2 separate regions of the Mus musculus genome follow, and region 1 is linked to region 2. A link is a contact called in public Hi-C data. All regions are on one chromosome and are shown on one strand. The core of a region is the stretch at or near the end of the contact, and the rest is flanking DNA. Distances in the headings are between cores, read along the strand shown. Region 1 overlaps L3mbtl4 (L3MBTL4 histone methyl-lysine binding protein). Region 2 overlaps Arhgap28 (Rho GTPase activating protein 28).

The links. Hi-C and Micro-C count contacts between places; a contact is called where the count stands out from the background.
Region 1: a Hi-C map of muscle stem cells shows a contact between it and region 2, with 2.8 times the contacts expected there. The contact joins two enhancer-like sites. A contact is called at or near these places in 2 of 484 Hi-C or Micro-C datasets (embryonic fibroblasts and muscle stem cells).

The regions. Positions count from the first base shown.
Region 1 is chr17:68,311,133-68,314,501 of GRCm38.p6, reverse strand. L3mbtl4 (L3MBTL4 histone methyl-lysine binding protein) reads right to left here. Exons shown (of 21, transcript NM_177278.5): 2 at 1-129. Among named protein-coding and RNA genes, the nearest start is that of L3mbtl4, 39 kb to the right of the region's middle. Within about 2 kb of position 1,776, at least 5 of the 459 cell types and tissues checked have an H3K27ac peak or open chromatin away from gene starts, as enhancers often do. A contact at or near this core is called in muscle stem cells, where this site is marked.
Region 2 is chr17:67,865,386-67,868,707 of GRCm38.p6, reverse strand. All of the region lies in intron 10 of Arhgap28 (Rho GTPase activating protein 28), which reads left to right. Among named protein-coding and RNA genes, the nearest start is that of Arhgap28, 140 kb to the left of the region's middle. Within about 2 kb of position 1,932, at least 63 of the 459 cell types and tissues checked have an H3K27ac peak or open chromatin away from gene starts, as enhancers often do. A contact at or near this core is called in muscle stem cells, where this site is marked.

The DNA of each region.
Region 1 (3,369 bases), core at 527-3,026, 450 kb before region 2:
TCTGCCTGGGTGCAACGGCATGTGCCAGTTCCTTAGAATGTTCTGGAAGTGACTTGTCGAAAGGCAGACTGTTCCCAGATAAAGCACTTTGAGGTAAGGCCACTGTCAGATTCTAGATCCCCTCCATATCTAGAAAAAAAAAAAAACATTCAAAGTAGCTTTCATGTTCAAAAAAAAAATATTTTCTTCACAGTTTTCTACACCCTCTCAGCTTCGCCCAACAAGCTAAAGCACAGCACTACCGTATCTGTTCTCATGCCCACCCCCTTTGTATACAGAACCCCAAAGCCTGCAAAACAGGAAGGTGTGAATTCAATACCAAGTGTTGAGAGGAATTATTTGGAAGAAGATTTTATTAAAAAAGAAAAAGGCTAATTTTTTGAGCAACTCAAGGAATACCATGTCATCATAATATCTCTGAACTCCAAAAGTAAATCATACAAAGGGAAGAAAATACTCTGCCTTATCTTTACAGCTCTATGACAAAACAACCAAGGCAGGTCACTTTACAAAAAGAAGAGGGTTTGTTTGTTTGTTTGTTTGTTTGTTTGTTTGTTTAGCTAAAACTTTAGCTAAGTACAGGATTAGAGATGGACTGGTTTGGTCTCTAGTGAGGATAATGGCGTCAAACCATGGCCAGAAAACATGTAGGAGAAATTGCATCTCAAACCAGGGGAGACAGGCAAATCATACGACCCCTTTTGAGAACACATCTCCATGACCCCAAGACCCTTCAGGTAATTTCTTGAATGGACTCAACAATCCCCAGTAGCCACTCTTAACATGCCACCATTAACATGCTGAGCTTAGGAGAATGCCTTCCTCTCGTCCATCACATACATCCATTAATTATTAGCTTTCTACAATTCTTCTATGATTAAGAGTTAGCCTTAGGTTAGTGATTCAGTCTCTGAGAGCCCTAAGGATCTAGGTTAGTTGACACTGTTGGTCCTCCTGTGGGGTACCCATTCCCTCCAGGGCCCTCAATCCTTTCCCAACTCTTCCATAAGACTGCCAGAACTCCATCCAATGTTTGGCTGTTTCTGCATCTGTTTCAGTCAGCTGCTGGGTGGAGCTTCTCAGAGGACAGCTATGCTAGGATCCTGTCTCCCAGCATAACAGAGCATCATTAATAGTGCCAGAGATTGTTGCTTGCCCCTGGGATGGGTCTCAAGTTGGGCCAGTGATTGGTTGGCCATTCCCTCAGTCTTCACGCTATCTTTGTCCCTGCATTTCTTATAGATAGGACAAATTTTGAGTTTTGTGAGTGGGTGGGTGTCCTTATCCCTCTATTGGGGGTTATGCCTGGTTTCGGGGGGGTGGTCTCTTCAAGGAGCTGTCCCTAAAGCTATAACCTGGCTGTGGAATCCATTCCCCTAACTGATTGATGCCTTGTCTGGCCTCAGTGGGAGAAAGGTGCACCTAGCCCTAAAAAGACTTGATGTGCCAGGGTGGAGAAAGCCCGAGAGGGTCCTCCACCCTCTCACAGGAGAAGAAAATGTGGAATCGGGGAGGGACTTTATAAGGGGGATACTGGGAGGAGGGGGCCGGCAATCAGGATGTAAAGTAAACCATCAATCAATCAATCAATCAATGGGGAAAAAGAGTTATAGTTAATATTAACTTTTTAAATGCTTTCCACGGTCAAAATGATCAGAGGGAAAACACCAGGCCGTCATTGCTCAAGACTTAACATGCACCCCATTCCAGTAACTTCCATAACAAAGTACAAATGACATGGTCATCCACTGGATTTATGGCTGTCCTGGAGACAACACCTGTTAAAGAATAACAGCTGCAGCTAAACAGCTGCTTATCATGTGATTACTATCAGCCCACAGCTTCAGAGTCTTTGGAATGGTTTGACTTTGTGATAGCCAAAGCAGGGTCAGGAGGCTAACTCAGCAAGCAAAAGGCTTTTGCCACCAAGTTTAGGGACATGGGCTAGCCCAGAATCTGACTAGTAGAAGTTGGCTATAGAATATAAAGTAGAGAGCGGCACCTGGAGAGTACGAAAAGTGCTAAAGAGAGTTGAAAAGGAAAGAGTGGCTCCAGCCTGCCACTGGAGGGGTGCTGTTCTGTTCAGCCTGCTGGCGGGCACTCTCAGGACAATGGCTAGTGGAAGGCACACTGACAGAGGAACAATATAAGAAGCACAGCACAATGGTTTGATGTCACATGGTCCCTGGGTTCTGGGCCTCTCCTACAAAGGAAAAGCTTATACAAAGTGAGAACTTGGAAAAATGACAACCAGCCTCCAAAGGACCCATGAAATGCTGATGGTTGTCACCCAACACCAAATGGAATATCTGACCTTTGTCAGGGTGACTGTACGAAACAAAGCCTCCTATCCAGCTCTGTGTGGTATGCATACAGGCGAAAGGCAAGAGCAGGCGATGTTTCCTCCCATCTCAGACACCCAGTAAAGATAGACGAGCATCCCTGATTGTAGCTGAGAGGGATGCAGTCATGGAGGTTTGTATGTGATGCCAAGCACATTGCTGAAGAGCAAGAGACTAAGGCACACTCAGATAAAGATCTGGCTCATCTCTTCCTACCTTTGGGTGCCTCCTAGTTGAGTTCTTTGGGGTTAGAATGCCCCCTCCACATGCACGCTCATGCATGCGCCATCACAGACACACACACACACACACACACACACACACACACACTCGAGCACGCACATGCACACTGTAAGATATACTATAGACATGTACCTGACTGAGGATAGGAGTTCTGTTATCAGCATCTCACCGGCACAGAGATGCTCACTGCCCAGTCATCAAATGCACATCAAAGAAGGCATTTCTATTGTACTTTTATATTTTAAATCAACAAATAATGTGCTAAATATACCATAACGATATTTTCAAACTAAGTATGTCTTTGTGGCTACCCTTCCCTTATCCCACCCGCATGGCTTCCCCATCTTGCCCTCATAAACTCCGTCAGCTCCTGATTTTGTTCTCCTTCCATGTCCCATGTGCCCTTCTGTCCATCTCCATCTTCCCTTATAACCTAACGCTACCTCCTCTTTGTCTCCTTTCTAGATTTATAGACCCACAGTTATACCATTACACACATATTGCATGTGTACACTTTTTGCTTGTTTGTTTGAGGTTTTGTTTTTGTTTGTTTGTTTGTTTGTTTGTTTGTTTGAGACAGGGGTCTCACTACATAGCCTTGGCTGTTCTGCTTGCTGTGTAGACCAAGCTAGCCTAGAAATCATAAACATCTGCCGGTCTTTGCCTCCTGAGTGCTGGAATTAAATATTAAGAAAAATGAAATAATAAAGTTTTCAGGAAAACGAGTGGATGTGCAAAGTATTATTAAGTGTGGTGAGAGGGAATGTTGCTTCTGCCTTTCCTA
Region 2 (3,322 bases), core at 683-3,182:
AAGGCAGAGAGAAGAAAAAAATGGGCCTAGCATGGGCTTTAGAAAACTCAAAGCCAACCCCCCACCATGACGCACTTCCTCTACCAAGACCACAGCTACTTCCCGAGGCCACACCTCCTAACCTTTCTCTAATAGTGCCACTTCCTAATGACTAAAGCGGTCAAATATATGAGCCTATGGGGGACATTCTTAAGCCACCATGACCCAGTTCCAGTGAGCATCAGAAATCTCGTCTCTGTGACCGCCGTTGTCCCTTTGATAGTATGGCTTGGCTTGCCATAATACTCTTAAGTACTTCGGTTGTATGTCTCTTCCATGCTGCGATTCTTAGAAGCTAGAAGAGTGAAACATTGCCATTAAAACTGTTGCTTGTCTTCAGATTGGAGTTTGAAACACCCGGACCTGTTTAGGGGATCAACTTTTTTTTTTTTTTTTTTTTTTTTTGGCCTTTAGGAGTCTTTGAGCTTTTACTTCCATTGCTAATTGCTCACAGCTGAGACCCATTCTTAGCTTCTTCTTTGGTCAGATTTCATCTAAGAATTTGTAGCAGTGCTCCTAACCACTGGAGTACTCACTCAGCAGCAGCTCTGAAACCCCAGTTCCATGTATGGTAATGCCAGCATCTACATAAAACCGCAGCGCAGCAGTGTGAATTCCTTTGCTCTGCCTTCTTATACCCACACAGGCAAGCTCTACAGAGCAGTGAGGAGTCCTGGAGGGGCGAACCTTTTCTAGTAAAAGCTTTCATTGTGCTTCCTTTTGGGCACACACATGCCTACGTTTTGGTCACCCCAGTCTGTGGACACCCAATGATGGGCCTTGAAAAGAATGTGCAAGTGGTGGTGAAGAAATGATTGTGATAAGCCAATGAAAGAAAAGGCACAGGGGTGGAGAGGAATCCCTTCATTAATTCACTTATACTTGAGGGAATCTATACCTATGAGAAGGGTCAAGGTAGAAATGTTGAAATATGGTAGCATATTTCTTTTCCTTTTTCTTTCTTTTTTTTTTTTTGTTTTTTTTTTTGTTTGTTTGTTTTGTTTTTTTGTTTTGTTTAGTTTGGTTTGGTTTTTCGAGACAGGGTTTGTCTGTATAGCCCTGGCTGTCCTGGAACTCACTCTGTAGACCAGGCTGGCCTCGAACTCGGAAATCCGCCTGCCTCTGCCTCCCAAGTGCTGGGATTAAAGGCGTGCGCCACCATGCCCAGCCAGCCTGCAGCATATTTCTTGAGTGAAAAGAAATTAAGTAGGCTGTGTCTATTGGCTCCTCCAAAGCAACAATGGACTGGTTGGTAGTGAAAGAGAGCTGGTAGGACCTGGGCTATGGTACAAGCTTGTCACTTCCTCCCAACAGGGGAGCCCTGCACTGGGCAGAATGGTGCAAGCCTGGAGCCATCTACCTGATCAGTCACCGGCTAGCATAGGTGCTGGGCCTGACCAGCCGACAGAATCGGCCACCTGAGCCTCTTTGTAAATGAATGTGGCAAGTTCTCATTTGTAGGGATGTCTGAAGATGGGCAGGTTGGAAATTAGGACTCCATTCAGCAAGGAGCTGGTTAAATACTAACACAGTTTCATTTGGAAGGCTCCTGAAGTGAGCTTGTTTTGATTTATCGTGTTCCGTTCATAGGCACGCCTCTGGGGAGAACACGCAGTAATGAGGATAAAGTGTGGACTGCTTTGGTTGTCTAAGTTATCAGCTGAGTCAGAGACTAGAAAGAGAGCCAAAGAGCCAGGCTTCGCCACCAGAATCAAACTCCACGCCTCTAAGCCCCTCTCTGTGCAGATCCACTGTGAAGAGAAAAGTTTCTTACGTGCCCCGCGTATGATGTTAGAGTGGGAGTTACGTTTCTTCGACAACCCTTTCTTTGTGTGAAACCTGCTTACCGAAGGCTGATCACCCTTCAGTGTGTTCACTGACGCATGAGTACCCACCCCGAATTTAGGGCAAGGTCTATTTTCCCTTACTGTTTTTGACGTTGTGTCAGCCGGTTTATTCTGCCGCTTGTTAGTCCACAAATGCAATCCAGATGTTTTCCTAGCTCTGGTTTCAGGCAAGCAAGCATGGAAGAAATCTGAGCCAGTGAGCAGATACTGGGAAAACGCTGTGGCTAGAGAGACAGTGGCCCTGGATACGTTGCCTAGGCCTTCACGTCCCCTTTATTCAAACCTTCAGTACCTGTGCTGGTTAAGTTTTCTGCTGTGTTTTCCTTATCCCCGAAGTACATTTCTGACAACGTGCTTGGGGAAAGGCAGTTTTCAAAAGCCATTATAATTACTCTTGATTCGAGCCAAGTAAATGACAGCAGCCATTGTGTGGGGGGTGGGGGTGGGGTGCTGATATTGAGTGGTCCGGCTTTGCGTTCTAGATGATCAGTGGGCCTGACAGGGACTCAGGCCTGAGAGGAAGCTGCTCACCTAGAGCCAAACGAGCTGCAAAGCCAGCTTCCAAGTCTGAGGCCCACAGATCATTTGGAACCAGTTTGATGCTTTGGAATGCTCAGTGATGTTCTTTTCAAAACATCGCAGAAATCTGAGCCAAACGCTGGGAACGTGTTTTATGGAAGAAGGCAGACTGTTTGACGTGTAAGCTCTCCTTGCCTCTGCTGCCTGTTGTTCTGAGGTTAGCTGTAGGTGCTTTGGAGTTATGCCACCCTGTGTGTTTGGTCTCTCTCCCGAGCTGGTAGCTTCAGGCTGGGGCTTTGCTTTTATTTATTTATTTATTTATTTTGTGAAGATGCTTCAGAAACTGATGTAGCCTTCTCTGTGCTCCAAAGAGACTTAAGGACACGACTTTGACTCTGCCTGTGTTCTCCTTAGTGGTAAACAAAAAAAGAGGTTTCTAGTGACTGATAGATTGGCGGGTTGGGTAATTGGTGGATTGGTTGGTTGGTGGGTTGGTGGATTGGTTGGTCGTTGCTGGGTTAGTTGATTGATGGGTTGATTGGTTGGTTGATGGGTTGGTTGGTTGGTTGATGGGTTGATTGGTTGGCTTTTTTGAGACATAAACTCATCATTTGAACCCAGGCTGGCCGCATACCCATCAGTATCCTGCCTTGGCACCTAACTCAGCAAGCTTGACACAGATTTCAGTTTCGCAGCCTCTGGAAGCCGTAGAAACGCTTGTGTTTGGCATGAGATGAACAAAACGGCTGGCTCTGTTCGGGACTCAAAGTAGGCGTCTCACGAGAACGAGGCAAAGGCTGTAAAAAGGGAAAGGCTACTCAAGTCTCATTTAAGTTATCTCTTTAGGGCTGTATCAGTCTGATGCTTCCAGGTGCCTGCTGTTTGAGGTAAACCCTCAAGTCCAAAGGCATGGTAGA